Linked DNA regions of Mus musculus: all the other regions are linked to region 3. A link is a contact called in public ChIA-PET and Hi-C data. All regions are on one chromosome and are shown on one strand. The core of a region is the stretch at or near the end of the contact, and the rest is flanking DNA. Distances in the headings are between cores, read along the strand shown. Region 1 overlaps AU019990 (expressed sequence AU019990). Region 2 has its middle 24 kb from the start of Chgb. Region 3 overlaps 1700026D11Rik (RIKEN cDNA 1700026D11 gene).

The links. Hi-C and Micro-C count contacts between places; a contact is called where the count stands out from the background. ChIA-PET counts read pairs in DNA pulled down with a chosen protein or histone mark.
Region 1: a contact with region 3 is called in an RNA polymerase II ChIA-PET map of effector CD8 T cells, with 8 read pairs. The contact joins two enhancer-like sites. A contact is called at or near these places in 6 of 484 Hi-C or Micro-C datasets (CD4 T cells, CD8 T cells, embryonic stem cells and 2 more) and 2 of 115 datasets of contacts at active chromatin or transcription factors (effector CD8 T cells and regulatory T cells).
Region 2: a contact with region 3 is called in a Hi-C map of the N1E-115 cell line, with 3 times the contacts expected there. The contact joins two enhancer-like sites. A contact is called at or near these places in 3 of 484 Hi-C or Micro-C datasets (the N1E-115 cell line, Sertoli cells and bone marrow-derived macrophages), 4 of 115 datasets of contacts at active chromatin or transcription factors (Th17 cells, acute myeloid leukemia, embryonic basal ganglia and 1 more) and 1 of 9 other capture datasets (embryonic stem cells).

The regions. Positions count from the first base shown.
Region 1 is chr2:132,642,096-132,644,795 of GRCm38.p6, forward strand. All of the region lies in intron 4 of AU019990 (expressed sequence AU019990), which reads left to right. Among named protein-coding and RNA genes, the nearest start is that of Shld1, 43 kb to the right of the region's middle. Within about 2 kb of position 1,281, at least 72 of the 459 cell types and tissues checked have an H3K27ac peak or open chromatin away from gene starts, as enhancers often do. A contact at or near this core is called in CD8 T cells, effector CD8 T cells and regulatory T cells, where this site is marked.
Region 2 is chr2:132,756,780-132,759,479 of GRCm38.p6, forward strand. No RefSeq gene overlaps it. Among named protein-coding and RNA genes, the nearest start is that of Chgb, 24 kb to the right of the region's middle. Within about 2 kb of position 1,357, at least 16 of the 459 cell types and tissues checked have an H3K27ac peak or open chromatin away from gene starts, as enhancers often do. A contact at or near this core is called in the N1E-115 cell line, where this site is marked.
Region 3 is chr2:132,511,121-132,513,820 of GRCm38.p6, forward strand. 1700026D11Rik (RIKEN cDNA 1700026D11 gene) reads left to right here. Exons shown (of 4, transcript NR_028286.1): 2 at 955-1,097. Among named protein-coding and RNA genes, the nearest start is that of 1700026D11Rik, 22 kb to the left of the region's middle. Within about 2 kb of position 1,436, at least 100 of the 459 cell types and tissues checked have an H3K27ac peak or open chromatin away from gene starts, as enhancers often do. A contact at or near this core is called in CD8 T cells, the N1E-115 cell line, effector CD8 T cells and 1 more, where this site is marked.

The DNA.
Region 1 (2,700 bases), core at 31-2,530, 130 kb after region 3:
TCTGAAGCTCAAAGAGCTTTCGAAGCAGAGGCAGCGAACACATATAAAGTCTTAACAGTATGACGGCCCAGATATGAGCTGACACCAAGAAAAGTGCCAACCTGGCAGAGAAAAGCCCACAACGTCTCAACCCTACACAAAGAACCATGGCAATGGAGGAGAGCTGGGAGCAGGAGAGGGGCCCTTTCCCAGGGAAGAGCACACCAACTGCCTGGTTGTCCAGTGCCAAACAGGCAGCATTCTAGCATTATACGGACTGAACAGCCTACATTAGGGATATGTATATGCATATACATAGAAATATATACAATTCAATAATGATTAGTAAAATATGATGCCATGAGTCTGAAGGGGAGGGTAAATGGGAGGTTTTTGGAGGGTGAAAAGGGAAGGGAGAAATGATGAAATTAAATTATAATGTCAGAAAAAAATAAAAACAAATGGAGGTAGTGAATGAATGCATTGTAAAGCCACAGAGCTACCTTGCAAATGAAACCATTACCACATGGCTGCAAACTACCCTCATGTACCCCACAGCACTAAACAAAATGGCCTGGACTCCAATCCTTTCAAATGGGGTCTCAATGTGTCAGGAAAAAAAGCTGAACAATATACAGACCTGTGCTAAGTTTCATAAGCTATCTAAACATCTCAAAGTTGAAAAAAAGCAATCATGTTAAACTAAGAAAAGAAAAGAAGAGAAAAGAAAAGAAAAGAAAAGAAAAGAAAAGAAAAGAAAAAACAGCCAGCTAGATGTCTCAAGTATTCAGAACCTCTTCATTGGTGGTCATGTGAAGTTTACAGGAGATCTCAATAAGCTAGCTTGAAACTTTGGCAGAAAGCTCATTTCAAAATTGCCACTTGCCATGAGTGTGCCACCAATCTTCACAATTCTATTAATTGAGGATGCGTTGCGTGAGTGTTGGGTTATCATACCTGCTCCTGACCAGCCATCACAACTCATACAGGCAAGTATACACACACACACACACACACACACACACACACACACACACACACACACAAATATAAATAAACATGAGCTTGAGACCTGCCTGGTCTCCATGGTGAGTTCCAGGTCAACCAGGGATATACAGCAAAACCCTTGAAACTATAAACAATTATAGTTACTAATTTGTTATAAACACTTGTAAGCCGCCACGTGGCTGCTGGGTGTTGAACCTCCAGAAGAGCAGGCTCACCTACCCCTCCAGCCCCCTCACTCAGCCTGTTGATACTTTGCAATTATTGCATCCACTTCCTGCCTGTTATTTGTTCTTCCTTTGTGGTCTGTCAGTCTCTAAGGTGAACCCCACCCTTATTTGCTTTCGATTTTGCAAAGCACAGACAGTGCACTTTCATTGCTAGCCTCAATGTTGTCTGTCCAACTACTTCAGTGACAGCCACGTATTCTTAAACATGCTGTGATAGAGATTATCTTAGGGTTAATATTGCTGTGACAAAAAGCAGGTGTGGGAGGAAAGGGCCTTATATGTTGTAGTCTGTCAGTGGAGGGAGCAGGGCAGGAGCTGATGCAGAGAAGGTGATGGAAAAGTCACTGGCTTGCTCATCATGGCTTGCTCTGGATGCTTCTTATAGAATCCAGGATCACCAGCCCCACAGTGGGCTGGGCCATCCATCATCAGTCACAAATTAAGAAAATGCCTTGCAGCCAGATCTTATGGGGACATTTTCTCAATTTCGAAACGTCCTTTCAGATACCTTTAGCTTATGTCAAGTTGACATAAAACTAGCCAGCACCGAGGTGGCACACAGAGGCTCACTTACAGGACAGTTTCACTCAAAAACCAACTGTCCTCACAACATGGCCTTACAACGTGTGCTAGAACACCTCACGGGACTCCTGTATTCACAGGTCACAGGTCAATGATCTCAGGACAGGTAAAATGCTCTTAGGTTGTGACTCTAGTTAAGTATTCACTATGTATACCAGGCTAGCCTTGAACTCACAGAGATCTGCCTGCCTCTGCCTCCCAAATGCTGGCATTAAAGACATTTACCACCATGCCTAGTCATCTGCCTTGAACTTAAAAACAAAACCTTATTTATTTAACCTACCTGTTTTCTTAGACAGACTTTCACTACATAGCTCAGGCTAGCCTTGAACTCCCCGAAATTCTCCTGCTTCAGCTTCCCAACAGGTCACATTACAGGCCTGAGCCATTATGCTTAGCTGCCTTGACCTTTTAAGAACTTTATTTATTATTAGAGTTAGTGTTGGTGTGTGCATATGTGCACATGCACATGTGCGTGTGTATACACACATGTGTGTGCCATGGCACAAGCTCAGAGGAAAGCTTCAAGCCCCCTCCTTTTCACAGTGGGTTTAAGGGCTCAGACTTGGGTTGTTGGGCTTGCAGGACAAGCACTTTCACCTTTGCTGAGCCATCTCATCCATTCGACCAGATGGTCTTAAAAAAGGTTTTATTGTTATTATTTTTAACTATGTGGGTATGTGTTTACATGTAGATATGTGCACATAAATACACGCGTCATCTGAAGCCAGAGGCATAGGAACAGCTGCCCCTCCCCAGACTCCCCCAAGCTGGAACTAAGGAGTGGTAAGCTGCCCAGCGTGGGTGCTAGGAACCTAACTTGGGTCCTCTGCCCAGCGTGGGTGCTAGGAACCTAACTTGGGTCCTCTGCCCAGCGTGGGTGCTAGGAACCTAACTTGGGTCC
Region 2 (2,700 bases), core at 107-2,606, 250 kb after region 3:
ATAAATTCCTTATGGATTAACTACTGAAATGGGAAAACAGCACTACGAAAGTTACAGATGACACTATAGGTTGCTGTTTTGTAACTGGCGTGAGAAGCTCTTCCTAAAACAGAGAGCAGTGCCAACAAGAAAAGATCAATAGTCCTGACAACATAAAAGTTGAGGCATGGGCTTCCACTTTTAGCCTCCTCTCTTTTCTCTTTCTGTGTCAGGAGTACTCCTGCAAATACAGTGAACATTCCTAAAAGCCACAAGGCTTTCTTCAAGAAGTGTGGCAGGCAGCAGACCCACAAAGAGACACGGTATAAGAAGGGCAAGGACCAGTCATCTGTCGGGGAAAGTGGTGCTAGGACAGGAACCAGAGTCACTCCATGTTTCTGCAAAAAGGCTAAAGCCACAGAGAAGATAGCGTGAGGCTGGAGTGGGTTGAGCCCAGCTGCTGCTGCCAGAGACGCTGGCTATGAAACAGAGGCGAGCATTCCGAACTGGCAGGTGATGAAAGGATGCAGGTCACCACGTGATCCAGCTGTAAGCTGATTTTGCTATAAAGTCAGCAAAACCATGAGGATATAGTCACACACACACACACAAATTGAGGGACATAGTAAAAGAGAAGACAAAAAGAGTGTAAGGCCAGAAGGTATGGTGGACACCAAGAAAACCAGGCCTTCAATATCCTCATGACTGACGGACATAGGAACTCACAGAGAGTAAGGCAGCATGCATAACATCTATAGGAAGCTGCTCCAGTTGCGTCCTAGAGCTGAAGAGACACACGGCTCCATTCCTAACCCAGAAGTAATCTCCAACTGATAACCACTTACAATTGAAATTTTAATTTCTTCCACAGGAGTCTCACTGGGGAAACAAACTACTCTTAAGGCCAAACCACATGCCCAGCAGTAGAAGGCCAACAGGAAGCAAAGCAGCAGCGTCTTTGGAGGGCCCTTGTCTCATAATATTGTTCAGGGATTTTTTAAAAAAAAATTATCTTATTGTTTTTAATTTTTATTTTACTTATATATTAACTTTCTCCTCTCTTTTTACCCTCCAGGTCCTTTGCATATCTAGAATGGCTCCCAGTTTAGTGTTTTCATAGGACTCCTGGGTGTGTGAATGTGTGGGTCTCTGTTTCTTGAGCCGTTCTCTCTCTCAGAAGATAGGCTTGTGGACCAGGGCCCATCTGCTTGCATGAAGTGTGTTGGCCTCATTCTCTCTTTATCCTTAAATCCCTGGTTGCTGTGCATCACAGATAGTACTTTACCAAGAAGCCTCGAGGCATTCCAAGCAAATCTTTCTCCCTGCTGTCTCTGTGGGTGGTGCATTCGCAGAAGACACAAGACAGCATCCGTGCCCACTCCCTGCTTTTCTTCAGCCTTGGAGCCTACTGGCAGGTGCCTGGAACTCCCTGGGTTAGCTCATGAGACTGTAATTCTTGCATATTAAATTGTGAGAATCTTCCGGTTGCCTGCACAAGTCCCACTCCCCTCCCATGAGATCTTCAGTGCCTGCTGCAAGGCTCTAAAGGAGCTGTGGGAACATTTTGGTGTAAAATGTGCTGTTATTCCTGCAAGGATGCTATAGTGCCTGCCCCTCCCTCCCATCTAACATCCCCAGCCTACTATCTTTCCCCTTTCATATTCTGTCGTGGAGTTACAGGTCTATATATTAAAATAAGCAAACAAATAAATACCTGTGTACACAGCCAACCTACCAAGCTCTTCATTTAATCATAGTTTTCTCTGACCACCTCTTCTCTCTGCTTCCATTGTCTAAGTTTTCCAGTCTTTAAATTAGTGAACCATTGCTATGTCCCAGGCTTCATGAGACTTCTATCAATAGATGTTCAGTATATATGCATGCAAATAGTGCCTAAACTCTTCATAAACTATAGGATACCATGAAAGTGTTTCACACTTCCATATTCTCTTCTACCCAAGATATAGAGCCTACATATGAGAAAATTGCACACAACTGAAGGTACACAAACGAGTACAAAGCAAATGGAGAAATCTGACCAACATCATCTACAAATAGCAATATCCTAGCTGTGATACTATACTATAGCTTTGCATGACAACGTGGATAAGGTAAATGCTGTAAGAATTGCAGATATCTATGCAAGATATGCAGGATATATATCATTTCTCACAGCTGCGGATGATAATGCACTTAGAACAAAAATTTAAATTCCAGGTTAAAAAACTGAAGATGGTCAGAGTGGTGGCTCAGTAGGTAAAGCACTTGCCATGCAAGTCTGACTGTCTGAGTTTGAGCCCTGGAGTCCACATAAAGGTGAAAGGAGAGAACCTACTCCTTAAAGTCGCCCCTTGGTCCCTACACATGGCATAGCAGGAGTGCACCCGTACTAGTCCACATAAAGTAACAATAATACTACATAAGTGCAACTTAACAGTGAAGAGCCATGCATTAGGTAGCACTCACCAGCAATCGCAACACTCAGGAGTCTGAAGCAGGAAGGCAGAGAGTTCAACCTGGGCTACACAGACCCTATTTCAAAGGGAGTGGGGGGAGGGGCCCATATTCTGGAAGGATTGGCTAAGCAGCTGTTTGGTGACTACTCTTGTAGTTTTATTCGTCTGGCAGATCCACTAGTGCTGGACGCTTGGAGACGACCTTAGATGCAAGTCTACCCACTGGGGCCAGCTGTCGACCAGACAGACCATCATGCGGAGGGTG
Region 3 (2,700 bases), core at 186-2,685:
CCACTAACCAAGAAACTACCTGCAATTGATATCTACTTGCAAAGGAAAAATTAGTTTTCTCCAGTGGAGCATCACTGAGTGCACCCAGGTGGGCCCCATGCCAAGCGTAGTTGGCCAACACAAAACCAACTCAACGGTGTTTTCGGAGAAGCTTTTTCTTTTAACTCATTTTGCTAGGTTTGGGCTTTGGAGGTGGTTTTTGTTGTTTTTGTTTTTCTGTTTGTTTTATTGGTGTTTTGTTTGTTTCAATTTTTGGTTTTTTGTTTGTTTCTTGGGCTCTTTGTTTTTTAAAGAGACAAAGGGTGTGGAGTAGGGAGGTGGAACAGTAGGGAGAACCTGGGGGGAGTTGGGGGAGGAAAACTTAGAATGTGAAGAAATATGGAAAAAAATGTAATCTTAGGAAATACAAAGAAAATGCAAAACGGCAACAACAAACAACCTAGCCATTACCGCAGTGTGGGGAAGTCAGCCCTGTTCACCACAGCACTGGTGGAGGGCGGGGGGGGGGGGAGGGGGGAGCAGCCCTGTTCATGACAGCACTGGTGGAGGGCGGGGGGGGGGGGGGGGGGGAGGGGGGGGAGCAGCCCTGTTCATGACAGCACTGTGGGGAAGTCATCCCTGCTCTGTCTTTTGACCCATGAACAAAGGCTGTCTTTTCACTTACTTGAAATTTCTTTATTTGAATGCTGCTTTGTATTTTTTGCAGAATATAAATTTTATACTTTTAAAAAATGTATTCCTACATATTTTGCTTTCTGTGATTGCTATTTAAAAAAATAGAACCATTTTCTTAAATTGCTTTTGTTGATAGTATAGAGGAATGGTTATTTTTATATATTGAATTTACATTCTACAGTCTTGACAAGCCATCGTTTTTAGTGACATTTTCATAATTTTCTAGGCATAAGATGAAGTGTCCTGTCAATAACTGTAGTTTTATTTCCTCTTTTTCAGTTGGAATCCTTTTGTTTCTTCTTCTTGCCAACTTTCTTCCTAGAACGTCCAACTCACTGTTGAATAGAAATATCTCTCGAAGGTGGTATCCTCGTCTTCCTGTTCATCTGTGGGCTTTCATGGGTGTCCTCTATCGGCAGGAGGTGTGTTCTCTTTTTGGTCCTCCCTCAACAACTGTTTTCCTTATGAAGAGGCACTAGATTTATGTACCCCATACTTTTTCTGTGTCTATTGGGATGGCCATGTGTTTTTTAAACATTTATCTCATTAAGATGTGCCTTATTAATTTTCTGCATCGGTCTTGTTTTTGAGGTAGCCTGTCCCTGAGTCTAGCCCTTCACATCTTGATGCCTTAGGTTCCAAGGGTGAACCTCAAGTGTTAAGAGGATCTTAATCTTGTGCTGCTGCAAGATCCCTCTGCTATCTCTTTGTTGAAGAGTTTTGAATCTGTATTAGTAAGATGCGTTGGCCTGTGGTTTCCTGTTTGCGTCTTTATCTTTTGACACCAGGCTGAGCAGCAGCTGCGCCCTGGGCTTAAAGGCTCATCTTCTCTCCGTGTGTGTGTGGGGGGGGGGGGGGGCGGGGGGGCCCAGTCTTCAGAGTCAGGAAGTCCCTCTCACGTGGTCGAGTTCCAGAGACCAAGCTCCTGTCGCTTTAGATCCTGAGTGTTGTGGAGGGGCTCCACGGAGCAAGAACCTTCCAAGCCCTCACAGCCTGGAGCACCTCTGGGTCCGTTCAGTGGGAGCGTCTCCAGGAGAGCCCCTCCCTCCCGGGACTCACTTGAAGATGAGCAAACAGCACCAAGCCAGTGAAAACTGCTTCCACGGCTCTGAAGGGAGAGGAGAGGGGATTCCTTGTGCATGGCTTACATCCCCCGTGGGCAGCCATTCTAAAGCACTTGCTTAGACGTGGATAACTCACAGGCACTTCAGGGATGGGATGGAGGACATAAACTGGTGGGGTCACTTTGGCCTTTACCAGTGAAGTGGAGGCTGCAATTTCATAGCCAGACATCTTGACATGGGAACCCGAGGGGAAGGGGGAATCGTCCTCAGCGCAGCAAAGCTGAATGGAACCCAGCTGTACGTTAACGGGAGACATAAACGGCAAACTGTGCATTCATGGGGAAAAGAAACGGCAAAGTGTGCGTTAGCAGGAGAGACAAACTATGGTAGGAACAGTGTGAGAGACCAACGCCTTTGTAGCAGTAGAGATGTGCAAACCAAAAACAACTACATGTTTCGATGTAGCAAAGTCCCTGATAAGGGCTGGAGGGCCACACCCCTTAAAAGATGCACAAAATTGCCTGCACCAAGGCAAAACAAACAAACAAACAAAACAAAACAAACAAAAACTATAGGCAACATATGAAGAAGGGAAAGGATGGAGAATGGGAATTCGCCAGATAGGATTGCTGGGGATGGCAGGGGCGGAAAAAGACTGGAAGAAATAGCCGTGGGGTCTGTATGAGGAGGTGTGTACAGCTGGGCTGGGCACTGTCACAGCGCTGTCATAGTGCCCAGCCTAGCCCAGCTGTCCCTTGCATCATTTGCACAATTTATGTGTTCTTTCAGGTACAGAAAACAATGTTTGATACCTCGATTTTAGGTATCATGAGAGCCTGGGCTATAGCTCTTCTCCCTTCCTCCAGATCCCTTCATGCTAAAAACAGATTTAAACAAAACCCCGCTAAGAGCTAAGACAGCGAGAATGAGCCCCGGGGACTGTACAGAGAGAAGCCCAGAA